Regions from separate parts of the Mus musculus genome. Here region 1 is linked to region 2. A link is a contact called in public Hi-C data. All regions are on one chromosome and are shown on one strand. The core of a region is the stretch at or near the end of the contact, and the rest is flanking DNA. Distances in the headings are between cores, read along the strand shown.

Region 1 (6,653 bases), core at 2,104-4,603, 190 kb after region 2:
AGAGCAACCTGTCTATTCAAAGAAAACATTTCTTTAAAAATCCTTCTTAAATGTGCTTTCAAGATGTGCTGTCCCATAACCACACATTTTCAGCCGTCAAGTCTGGGTGCAAACTTTCCACAAATATCCAAGAGCCTCAAAAAAGGAGCTAGAATACTTGTTGAACTTTGTATGGTTTCTTTTAGTTGTATTGGCATGTGTTATGTTGCTGCGATAAACATCATGACCAAAGGCAACTTGGAAAAGAAAGGATTTCTTTGGCTTACATGTTCCAATCACAGTGCATCACTGAGAGAAATCTAGGCAGGAACTCAAACAGGATACATGGAGGGACACTGCTTACTGGCTTGCTCACCAGGGCTTGCTTAACTTGCTTAAAGAAGCCAGGACCACCTACTCAGGGTGCCACCACCCACAGAGGGCTGAGCCCTCCCACATCAATCATAAGCAAGAGAATGTCCCACAGACTTGCCTATAGGACAACAGAAGTAACTCCTTAGTTAAGGGTCCTTCTTCTCAGGTTGGCAACCAGCCCACACACGTCTAAGGATCACCAAATCTCTACAGACTGGAGAAGAAGTACTACACAGTAAGAAAGAGCAATCTTATCTTTTTGTAAAATTACTCATTAGAAAAGCAACTAGAATCATTAAAATGAGGCAATAGAAGCTGACACATGTCTTGAAGTTCAAAGTGCTTAAAGCAACTTCCAAAAGCTCCTGGAAGAAACCCTGTCTCCACTACAGAGAACTAATTTGGAGCAGCCCCCTCTCTTTCTCCCCCTATAGAAATTAGTGATTCTATGTAGGCATGGCTGGGGAGCAGCCTTAGTGTCATCGGAAGCTAGTTAGCAATACAAACTGCCATACCTCTGCTCTAAACCTAGAGAGTCAAGAGACTGGAAGTGAAAGCCAGCAATTCATGAGTTATCAAGAACTAACACTCATATTTGGGAATCTCTGCTCTAGCTAGGCTCAGGGTATACTTCTGGGGAAGCTCGGGAGCCTCATTAAATCCTTGTTAACTGGGTGGCATGCAATCTCTCCTGTCCTTGCCACTTAAGTTGGTTTTTAATCTCACAGACTGATTTCAGCAAGGAGACTTGAGTCCTTAATTCAAGGTCACTATGAAAAGCCAAGTCAGAGCTCCATCCCAGGACTTGCTGATTTCTTCATCATCCTAGGATCACAAAAGAAGCCCTGCTGACACAGACAGTTCTGCGGGGGCCAGGACTGTGAATGGTGCTAGGGCAGGTCCCATGGTCTCCTCCATTATACCACACTGCCTCCCTCAGACAGGAAAGTGGGATTTCCCACCCATAAAAATCAAGAGAAGCCGTGCAGGTGTGTGTCAATGGCTTCTTCCACAGACCTCAGCAACTAAACCTTGTAGTGAAGACTGCACAGTCCGGGGAGACTTGATTGTTATAATCAAGAATAAGCAGAGTTTTTAAAGCTGGGCACAGTGCACAGAAACAAAACCTAAGGCCTAGATACCATCTTTGTGTTTTCTTAGCAATCTTCATCTCCCTTTACGTCATTCACTCAGGTCTCACAACAGAAAGAGATAGGGTCACCGTTATCTCCCACTTTGTCAGAAACAAAACAAACAACACAAACAAGAGCTGAAGTTCAAAGTGGTAAATAACTTGTCCATCAGGGAAAACTTGCCCTCAGGTCTGTGTGACTCGAGAACCTGTGTTGTGTAGCCACACCATGGGACCCCCACATCTGAAAACCTTCCCCAAGATGTTACAATCCCCAAGAGAAAAACGTACACCAAAATGGTTAACTCCCAAAACCCTGCCACTTTGTCAGAGTGAGTTCTCCTTTAAAAACTTAACACACATAACCAACAACCAAGGTGTTCAGCCAAGAGATGAAAGAAAAGGAGAAGGGGGGATTTAAAAGAGTGAGGTGCCTGCATAATTATTCTGTATTTCTTCCCAATGCAGCCTCCTCATCAAGGCAAACAGCTATTCACAGCCTGGGCTGAACTCCTCCACACACCTCAACCCTTTTCCCCTCCACCACACCCTGTTAGGACAGCACTGCTCTGACTGATGTGCAGGCACAATTCTAAAACTCAAAACAACAAGCGGGGGGGGGGGGGTGGACCCAGAAGGACCGTGGCCATCCTGAACATCCGTGCAATATGCATACTGCCGTTTTCAGGGCCTCGGAGTCTCCCAGAAGACCTTAGGAGACTATGAAATGAAGAAGGCATTCCTCGGTCCCTGCTCCTTCCCACAAAGTCCGGGTTGAAGAATGATAGAAACAGGAGATGGTTGTTAACGAAGTCCAAAGCAAACAAGCTCGCATGCACTCCTCCTAAAGAACGGTGTGCCATTCTAAACTCTCTAACTGACCTTTGGGTCCTGGGGTCTGTGATAATGTAAACCTGGGGAAAGTCAGAAAGAAAAAACAAGCCATCCATCTACTCCAGCTTCTCTGACCCGCCATATGGGTGAGCCGGATTCTGGCGCGCTCTGAAAGAGAATTCGGAGCCCCGAGGGAGGCCTTGGCTGAGCCCCTGACCACTTCTTAGGTTGGGGGAAGGGGCAAAAGCTAAGGGGCCCGGAAGCTAACCCCGTAAGAAGTACCAGCCTCAGTTTTGGCATCGATGATCTTCCTGGAAGATGCCAGCATTCATAGATGGGGTGATTTCGCTAATTTCAGCGGAGAGAGCTCTGGCTAGGGGCGCTGCGACCCACTGAGTTCTCCAGGAGGCAGCCCAGGGGGATCGTTCTGCCGAGCAGGCAGTGCGGACCTAAGGGCTCCACCACCAACTTTCTCACGGGAATCTGACCTGCTAGGTTCTGGCCAATGTAGCTCCCACTCCTGGTCCGGGGTTGGAGGGAGAATCAGCTACCCCGACCCCGTTCCGCGCGCACAAAGCAGCTGAGCCCTGTGTCCAGCCCCTTCTCCTGCCGCCCTCCAACTTGCCCGCGCGGCTCTCCGCGCGCCTACCCTCTCCGCCTGCCCCGCGCCGCGCATCCCAGCCCGCAGCCGCGATAGCTGCAACTGTACGCCGGGTAGCCTGGCCTCCCCACGCCAGGAACCTACCGTGCAGCCTGGCTCGTGCTCGGGCGGTGCCTAGTGCGCGGCACGCGTCCCAACCGAAGACAGGGCTCCCCCGCGGCTGCCCCGCGCGGAGATCGGGGCTGCAGACTAAGCTGGGCCGGCTCGGCTTCTGGCTGATCGCGGCTCGCCGCTCCCGCGCGGGCTCCTGCCGCTGTGCGCGAGGAGGGAGGGGTCGGGGAAACTCCTGGCAACTCCAACTCCGGGCGCCAGAGCTCCAGCTGCAGCCTCGCGCCGGCCCGCTGCCGCCGAGTGCGAGCTAGCAAAACCAACCTGCCCCCGCCGCTGCCTGTGAGCATGCCCAGTGCTGCTGTGGGCGAGCCACAACGACCTGGCCTGGGGCAAAGATCGGTAGCCCAGGGCTCCGGGGCCCCGCCACAGGCCCAGAGCCCGGGGGACAAGTGGGGGCGAGCCCTTGGGGCGCGGGTTAGCAAGTGCAAAGCGGTGAGAGTCCCATGGGTTGTGGGAAGTTTGTGGGCTGGAAAGATGGGCTGCTTCTGGGAGCCTTTGCAAGCAAGTATTTAAAAAACAACATGCTACAGGAATGTGGGCCCAGCAGGTGGGGTTTTATTCAGTCGCAAGCTTACTTGGGGTGACAAAATCCAAGAGCTAATGGGGCCTGGCAAGCCCAGTAAATGAGTGAAGCGGGAAGGAGGAAGCCAGCTTGAGGGAGCTCCGCAGGCAGAGCAACTGCTGTGCTCTAAGCGCCCAAGGCTATCGTGAAGGAAATCAGACCTGGTTTTGCTGGATTTTATTTTATAAATAAATAAGTGGTTAACATATAGGGTTTTGTTCGTTCAGAATATTCCGGTAATTGAGTCTTGCCAGAGGAAAAACAAAAGAAGAAAGAAAAAAAGAAACTAGAGTTTAGACCAAAAACCCATTGCTGGGTCCAGTGGCTGCTCAGCCAATCTGAACCAAGGAGTTTTGTGGAGAGGAGAGGTGCTGAGCGCCTGCCCACGGTGGCTTAGCAAGGCGCTGGCAAGGATCCAGGATGATTCAGACTGCCTTCAAAGTGCAAGGGGAAATAGGTTTTCCTGACAGAAGCGAGCTAGTGATAAACGCTGGATCATTCGGAGTTAACTAATGCGGAAAGTGGCTTTGAGAACAAACTTTGAGGACGCTTCCGAAGTCTAAGCACCTGGGCTCACTGCAAGGTAAACTAGACTCAGCCTAGCTGCTCAAGAGTCCCTGAAAGGCATATTACATTCTGAAACAAAAGGAAGCCCCCCCCCCCCGCCCCCGTAGTACCGGCCCTGCCTTTATTTAAAATTTTGATATTTTTATCCTTAATTTTTGTATTGATTTCTTTCCGTTTCATACTGCATTAAAACTTTAATTTGATCACCGAGTTCTTTGGCCAACCTTTCCACTTTGTGTCCCACCTCATTCTGGCCTGATCCTCCCTGGCGGAAGAGAAAGCTGCAAGATTTGGTACATGAAGAGAGCAAGGTGGGACCCCGAGCTCCTGATTGCTAGTCTGTGATGCCTGCTTTTTATTTGGTAGAATGTGTTGGAACCAGCTGAGACGCGGGAGAGGAAAAAAAGAAAATCAGTATCATCCAAAGATACCTCTTCAGGGAAGACATGTTGAGCAGTAGTTAGGAAAGTAGTTCGGAGGAGAAGAAAGGGTTGCTCGTGATATGATCGCTGTTTTATGAAAATCCGAAGCATTTCACTGATAAGGCTGTCTGCGTTCTGCTTATCTCTGGAAAGACGTGTGGTTGGGTTATCTTTTTTACCGAAAAATAATAATCGGGTTTTCTGTCACTCTCAGCCATTCCTCCATCAGTTAAGGAGAGCAAATGGCTTCTCTCCACAGCTGTATTTTCCTCAGCTTTGAATTAGAAGACAGTTCTCATTATTTATGAGAGGTTTAGAAGTGGTGTGTGGTTGTGGGTTTTTTTAATAGTGAGAGTTTAGGCAATAAGAACGCACTATCCTTGATCATCACCTATCAAATTAGACTTGACATACATTACAAAGGTTATCCAAGGTAGCAAACTTCATCCATTAGAGCAGCTTTTTTAATTTTGGGATATTGCTAATAAAACATTGGAATAAATTTTTGACTATTTCAACAAATCAGTTAATAAGATCCTCTGGTATTAGTTTCTATTGTCACCTTCACTCTTCTTCCTCACCACCTTAATGTTTATCTTTCCCCTATCCCCCCTCAGTACTGAAGGTCTAGACAAGATGGCTGCCCTCTGTACAAAGTGCCCTTTAACGAACAGTTTGCTAGTGTCTGCTTCAGAACAAACTACCCTTTATCTATTGGAAGTATTTTAAGCCCGCAGAACTCTCAAGGAGGGAAAAAAAATGCTTGAGTGTTTACACAGAAGGTTTCCAGAAGTTTTGATGAGGAGGAAGTACCTAGAGCAGGGCCTATCACATAACAGGTAGTTACAAATATTTGCAAAATAAATAAAAATTTCAATCATCAAAATCTCCCAGGCCTGTATTGTACCTCCCCTAGTTCCTAAGAATTGTTGTTTTAAAAAAAAAATAATGATGATGATGTCATCAAGAACAGGAAATAAACATTTATATAGGGAGGGGCTTACAAGAAAAATATTTTGCTAGTGTTTCATATTGTGTATGTGTGTGTTCCTGCACATTAGGGATTCGACGACCTCTTGCCTTTTGTCTCTCTGTTTCGATATTAAAATAATCACATTTAAAGTTTATATGAGTAAACAACAAATAGTGATTTTTTTTTTAAAGAACATAGTGCAAAAGAGCTTCTTACAGAGTGAAGCCTGTTCCCACCCCGTAAAAAGCTAGCATTGTCTGTTTCTTGCATATAGTTACAGAAATGGTCTGTCTTTGAAGTTTAATCTTGTAATGATAGAAACGAAAAAGACACAGTATTTCATCCAGCTGCCAAGTTAAGTACTTTTAACTTATTATTTTGAGAAAGAAGAAAAACATAAAAGTGATATTTCCTTCTTCCTTTGTGGCATAAGTAATCTCATGGTTACAAGGACACGACCTTTGTGGGTATTAAATTATATAAAAACAATAGTGTCCTAACTCACTGTGAAACCTCAACCTAAAACTCTTGTGGATTTAGATGCCTTAGGTTGTCTAAGCCAAATGGGAGGAAATGCTATCTAAATAACAAATGAATTTGAGCCTTGTGGCTTATATCTTCAATACCAGCACTAGAAAAGCAGAGACAGGGGAATTGCCATGAGTTCAAGGGTTATATAACAAGACCATATCTCAAAAGCCAATAAATAAACCAACCTGATTAAGTGATATGGTTTGTTGCAGGGCACTGATGTCATAGGACAGCATTTTAATAGATTCCCTTAAGATATAATAGTGCCATCTATGCATATGGGACTAGATTCACCTCTACATTTTTAATGTTGATATTATTTTTTCTTTATTATTATTATTTTATTTATTACAATCCAGCTGTTGCCTCTCCTCCCAGCAACTTCTTGGTCCCCACTACCTCAGTTCCTCATCCCATTCCTCCTTCCCCCTTTCTCCAAGAGGATGTTCCCCTTACCATGCCTCCTGCCTCCCTGGGGCCTCAAGTTTTTCTAGGATTAGGCATGT
Region 2 (6,329 bases), core at 1,750-4,249:
TTACCTTATATGGCTAATGTGCAGCTGCTGGCAGAATGTTCTAACATCTCATCATATTGACATTAGTTTGACAAAATGTAGTAATCATTTCCTTTTGTGAATAAGGAAGATATCAAGAACACACATATTTTAATTTGTATGTTAGCTGATCCAGACATAATTATTAGAGGTTACAGGGTATATATGGCACTGCAATTTTCCCCATTCTCCTTTTAGGTAATTGAATGCTTTGCTTATTTTGAATCCATGTAACTTGACACAAATGCTCTAAAACAAGGGGAAAAACAGCAGGAAAGATGAAAGGGAGGCAGAAACACAAACTCCACAAAGCACAGGAACTTCATGTTTTTATATAAAGAACTCCAGAAGTTAGACTCCAGAGAATCAAATAACCCTATTAAAAATGGGATACAGAGCTAAATAAAGAATTCTCAACTAAGGAATAGCAATTGGCTGAGAAGCACCTAAAAAAATGTTCAACATCCTTAGTCATCAAAGAAATGCAAATCAAAACAACCCTGAGATTCCACCTTACACCAGTCAGAATGGCTAAGATAAAAACTCAGGTAACAGCAGATGCTGGAGAGGATGTGGAGAAAGAGGAACACTCCTCCATTTCTGGTGTGATTGCAAGCTGGTACAACCACTCTAGAAATCAGTTTGGCAGTTCCTCAGAAAATTGGACATACTATTACCTAAGGACCTAGCAATACCACTCCTGGGCATATATCCAGAAGATGCTGCAACATGTAATAAGGACACATGCTCCACTATGCCCATATCAGCCTTATTTATGATAGCCAGAAGCTGGAAAGAACCCAGATATCCCTCAACAGAAAATGTGGTACATTTACACAATGGACTACAACACAGCTATTAAAAAATGAATTTATGAAATTCTTAGGCAAATGGATTTACCTGGAGGATATCATCTTGAATGAGGTAACCCAGTCACAAAAGAACACACATGATATGCACTCACTGATAAGTGGATATTAGCCCAGAGCTCAGAATACCCAAAATACAATTTGCAAAACACATGATACTCAAGAATAAGGAAGACCAAAGTGTGGACACTTTGATCCTTCTTAGAAGGGGGAACAAAATACCCATGGAAGGAGTTACAAAGACAAAGTGTTACACAGAGACTGAAGGAATGACCATCCATAGACTGCCCCACCTTGGGATCTATCCCATATACAGCCACCAAACCCAGACCCTATTGTGGATGCCAACAAGGGCTTGCTGACAGGAGCCTGATATAGCTGTCTCCTGTGAAGTCTGTCAGAGCCTGACAAATACAGAAGTGGATGCTCACAGCTATCCATTGGATGCAGCACAGGGTCCCCAGTGAAGGAGCTAGAGAAAGTACCCCAGGAGCTGAAGGGGTTTGCAGCCCCATAGGAGGAACAACAATATGAACTAATCAGTAACCCCAGAGCTCCCAGGGACTAAACCACCAACAAACAAAACACATGGTGGGACTCATGGCTTTGGCTGCACATGTAGCAGAGGACAGCCTAGTTGGTCATCAGTGGGCCTCGAGGCCCTTGGTCCTGTGAAGGCTCTATGCCTCAGGATAGGCAAGTACCAGGGCCAGAAAGCAGGAGTGGGTGGGTTGGTGAGTAGGGGGAGGGGGAAGGAGATAGGGAGTTTTCTGAGGGGAAACCAGGAAAGGGGATAACATTTTAAATGTAAATAAAGAAAATAGCTAATAAAAAGAAAGGAAAAAAATTACCCATTGGTTAAAAAAAATGAAAAGAAAGTGTTAGAAAGTAGCCCCAGGGTGCATATTTATAGGTCTGCCTCGCACCGACTGCTAACCACAATATCTAAATTCATATCATTAAGAAGCCAGTGGTCGCTGAGTTCAAGGCCAGTCTAGTCTACAGAGAGTTCCAGGACACTCAGAGCTGTTACAAAGAGAAACCTGTCTTGGAAACAACAACAACAACAACAACAACAACAAGCGATAAAACAAATAAACAAACTGACAAGGAAAGCTAGTGGTATCTGGTTTTCTTTGTTTACATTTAGTAATATAAGCATAGCTACATGTGAAATCTGGGCTCTTAATATCATTTAACTACAGTGTATCATGTCTCAAAACACAGTAAGTGTACAGTGGACATAACCCCGCTCTGAGTCTAGGAGGTCTGGGACACAGCTCGGTTCTAATAGGACAGAACAAAGAACAGTCTTTCCTTTGGACTTGTCTACATGTCTTCCATACCGAGTCATGTCTAGACAGTGTGTTTGAAATGCCCTGTAGAATTGCGAATGGATAGAAATAGAAATCAGCACGAAAACCAAACCAAACCAAGACAAAAACAACAACAACAACAAACCCTAATGTTCTCTCTCGGCTTGACAACCAAAAAAATCTTTTTCATGTTTTCACATTCTAGTCAAGTATCCCGCATTGCTGAAGTCAGAACGTTCCTGGCAAAATGGGCATCAAAGTGTGTGTTGTGGTGTGGTTGAGAAGTTAAAGGATACAAACGTTTCTTAAAATGGTGGATTTTTTTTTTTTTATCAAGAACATAGTCCTGTGAAGTCAGCACACTGGAAATGCACCTTTTACAAATGCCCTGAGGGACGGAGAAGTGTGAGCATCAGCACCTATGTGCATGATGACTCCATTGCCTTCCTATGTTTATCTCCTGATATTTATTCTTTTATATACTTAAAAATTCTCAACACGTATATAGTAGTTCTTCTTTTTTAAAAGTTAAACATGCTTAAAACCAAACAAAATACAAACCATTAAAACAGAATACACAAGGAAAAAAAAAATCTCAGATCATTCAAAGGTCAACAGGCCTTGAGAATAAACACTGAAAACATTACAAAGATCTCCCTTCTCAATTGGGAACCTGGCTGGGGAAATCCACAGGGAGCCGAGTTCTTTGATTATGAGTGAAAGTTGCATTGTCTGTCCCTCTCTGACCTCCTGGCTCTATGCTCTAATTTTAGACATACTGGCCTTGACAACATTCCTTAACAACACGATCAGCAGCAAACAGTCCTAAATGTGACATTTCCCACACCAAGAAAGAAGCAGAATTCTATACCCGCTTTTTGTAGTTAATACATTTTAGCTAAACACACACACACACACACACACACACACACACACACACACCACCACCACCACCACCACCACCACCATTGTGAATTCTTTAAAATTCTATTGCCGTTTATGTTTTCAAAATACATGGTTATCTTTTGAAATGTATCCAATATTGTTTCTGAATAAAGACTTACTGAAAATCTTTTAGGTAAGTTTCAGAACAATCAATTCTACAAATGGCCAACTAGTAAATCCTTTGAGTTTCTCAAGTGATAGTGTTCCCATTAAAACTGCTGTTATATCACGGAACCTTGGGTGGTATGCAGGTAAGGGGTGTGGCGTGTTCCAATAAAACTTTATTTACAAGAATGGGCTGGGTTTGATCAGAGGCCTGAAATTTACAGACTTCTCTGCCCTAGTGTCCTAAGTAGTAAGTCAACATGGCTGGCTGGTGTTACAACATAAAGGTGTATACAGCACATTATTTTGATATATCTTACAAAATATTTAGGCATCAGCAAAAGATAATTTTAAATATATAGTGTTCCATATTTTACAAACCAAAAAATTAGAAAGACAATTGAGTAATGAATCATTCTATCCTATGTCCTTTAAAGAAAAAAATTCCAATCTTTAATATATAAAAGAAGTCCCTAATGCCTTAGAAATATGGCAACCATATCTGTTACAACTTTCCATATCTGAAACATAACAGCACTACTACCATTACCTCATATGAAACATTGTCCAAAGTGGTCTGTAAAAACTCAATCCTCAGAACAATTGTTTGAGGTTGGTTTATGTTGAAAATGGGAAACCCAAGGACTAGATAAATATTTTATCTGAGATTATAGCTCATATGGAAAGAGATACCATTAGAACACAACCATACTTGCTCCTGAATCTGTACCCTCAATTACTTCTCTCTGGAGAGGAGGAGGAAGAGGAAGAGGAAGGCTGGTCAGTGCCTTATGTCTTTGTGGATCTGAAAATATCTATTTACTGTTGAGTATGGCATGGAAAGCACACGTCATTTTCCACATATGTTATGTTATTTAATCCTACATATAGCTCTGTAGAGAACAAATTTCACCTCTCTTTTACATCAGCAAAATGTGGCAAATGAAGTATTTCCTCTCTTTTATATCAACAAAATGTGGCCAGTGAACACACAATTTGAATTTGAATTCAATTAAATTGGAATTAATATGAACATACAATAATTCAAATTATTTTATCATTATTGCCATTTACCTTAAATGGACTTACTTTAAATTCATAGATTTCTGGTTTTTGTTTGTTTTCTTTTCATTTTGTTTTATGTGGTTCCAGGTCTCAGTTATTTTTCTGTTGGCTTTTTCACTTGCTATTAAAAATTGTTTGCCCACCTTTCTGGAAAAAGGAGGGTAATTAACACTAAAGATGCTTGAAAAAGCCACACAGAAATTCACTATTTTATAAGGTGATTATACATATACATAATTTTTTTCTCATGTAACAGAGTTTAATTGGTGTTGCCCTGCACAAATTATGCCCCTCCAGGAGCCATAGGTTGCCATATGAAAGCCTAGTGCCAGCTCTTGGATACTCAGGTGTGATTTGTTAGTCATCGTGCCCTGGTGACACCCAAAGCAGTACAGTCTATTGTAGTCTATTGCCTTTGGTTGCCCAGTATGATTTGATGCTAAGACTCTCTTGCTGAAGAGCTAACCACACGTTTTGGTCCCGAGACTTGGAGAACTCAGGTTGGGACTGATCAGGAAGCTTCCTGCTGTTGGCTGGCTTTCACCACACCGGAAGGTGCTATGCAGACTGTTGGATAACCAGCAACGTCACCCAGCTGTGGCCCTGGGGAGCTACAGTGATGGTTGGCACGCTATTCTTCTGAGAGCAATAGTGATATGAATATTATGAGGGTAACTAATTTCTTTCTAATTAGATTTTTAAAAAAAAAAAATGTGACTGCCAGGGGCAGTGGTATGAGAAAGTACAAGACTTCTATCTATTCTATCTATCGGCCACTTTGCTGTGTCCCAATATCAGGCAGAAGGAGAGCCTGCAAGCAGTATTTTAAGTCCAGGTCATCATTGAATGAAACAGTAGTATTGGCACTTGGAAGTCAGGAGAGATTAAAACCTTCCCCTTAATAAAAAGTGTATAACACTCTATTTTAAAAATACATACTACTCTAATTCATTCTTTGGGATTACATACAATTTTTTTTATCAGATTAACTTCCCACCCCTAGCCCAACCACGTATTAATCTACTCCCTACCTCCTTACTCTCTGCAACTTCCATGCTTCCCTTTAAAAAGTAACTCAGTGAGTTCAATATATGTTGCCCATATACTCAAAGGTGTGAGGCAGTCCACAAGTGGAAACAATCTACCAAGTGCCACACCATTAAAAAAATATACTCCTCCTCCCCCAGAAGCTATCAGGTTTCAGTGACTCCTCTGTTAGAAGCTGGCGTTTATGAGAGCCTCTCCTGCTCCAGGCTTCAAGGCTTGTGCAGGTAACCAAAGCAGTCATGCAGTCAAGGTTGTAGCCATCCTGTTATATCCATCAAACACCGCTCAAGGCCTCCCTGAGCAGCCTTTGTAGTCTTTCTTTTCCCTTTTGTACAACTGTCCCTGGCTCTCAAGGGGAGGCAGCAATACTCCATTTGTGGTTGATCACTTCACTAAACTTATTCTCCATTCTTTAATTAGTTGTGAGTTTCTGTGTCAACCACTAACCACTACACAAGAAGGATAACTTCCTTGATAAGGACTGAGAAAGAAACTACTGGTACAGAGAAACAAGTTTAGAGGGCGAGTTGATAATACATCCGTTGATCAGAATATAGGTTCACCCCTGAGGTTTGCATTTCTGCCCATGGAATGGGCCTTAAATTCAATTACAAAACATTTGATTACTCTCATCACATCCATGTATCTTACTATGCAGTTTAATATTGTAGTTTATAAGACTCACAGCAGGGTGAAAACAGTTGATCTTCCTGACCTGAGAACTCTCCACAACTTCCTGTGTGAGGTAATTCAAACCCCACAGTCAAATGTTGAATCTTTCGACTTGTATGTTTAATTGAAGCACCAATAGAATCCAGGAAATTAGAAAAGGATCACTAGTACGTGTGTGTTTGTGCGTATGTGTATTGCATGGGCATATTTGTGGTGTGGTGTGAATGGAGTGGGGAAATGGGTAATAAGAAGGAAAAAGGGGACTAATAAGGATGAAGGATTAGGTGGAGAG

The links. A called contact is a pair of places that touch in the nucleus more often than the background predicts.
Region 1: a contact with region 2 is called in a Hi-C map of Sertoli cells, with 4 times the contacts expected there. The contact joins the promoter of Stxbp6 here to the enhancer-like site in region 2. A contact is called at or near these places in 5 of 39 promoter capture datasets (the C10 cell line, cranial neural crest, hippocampal neurons and 1 more), 2 of 484 Hi-C or Micro-C datasets (Sertoli cells and group 2 innate lymphoid cells), 7 of 115 datasets of contacts at active chromatin or transcription factors (astrocytes, cardiomyocytes, fibro-adipogenic progenitors and 4 more) and 3 of 9 other capture datasets (adipose tissue, liver and pancreatic islet).

The regions. Positions count from the first base shown.
Region 1 is chr12:45,071,130-45,077,782 of GRCm38.p6, forward strand. Stxbp6 (syntaxin binding protein 6 (amisyn)) reads right to left here and starts at 3,354. Exons shown (of 6, transcript NM_144552.3): 1 at 3,066-3,354.
Region 2 is chr12:44,884,097-44,890,425 of GRCm38.p6, forward strand. The region is part of intron 4 of Stxbp6 (syntaxin binding protein 6 (amisyn)); the gene reads right to left. Among named protein-coding and RNA genes, the nearest start is that of Gm33548, 39 kb to the right of the region's middle. Within about 2 kb of position 3,000, at least 7 of the 459 cell types and tissues checked have an H3K27ac peak or open chromatin away from gene starts, as enhancers often do. A contact at or near this core is called in Sertoli cells, where this site is marked.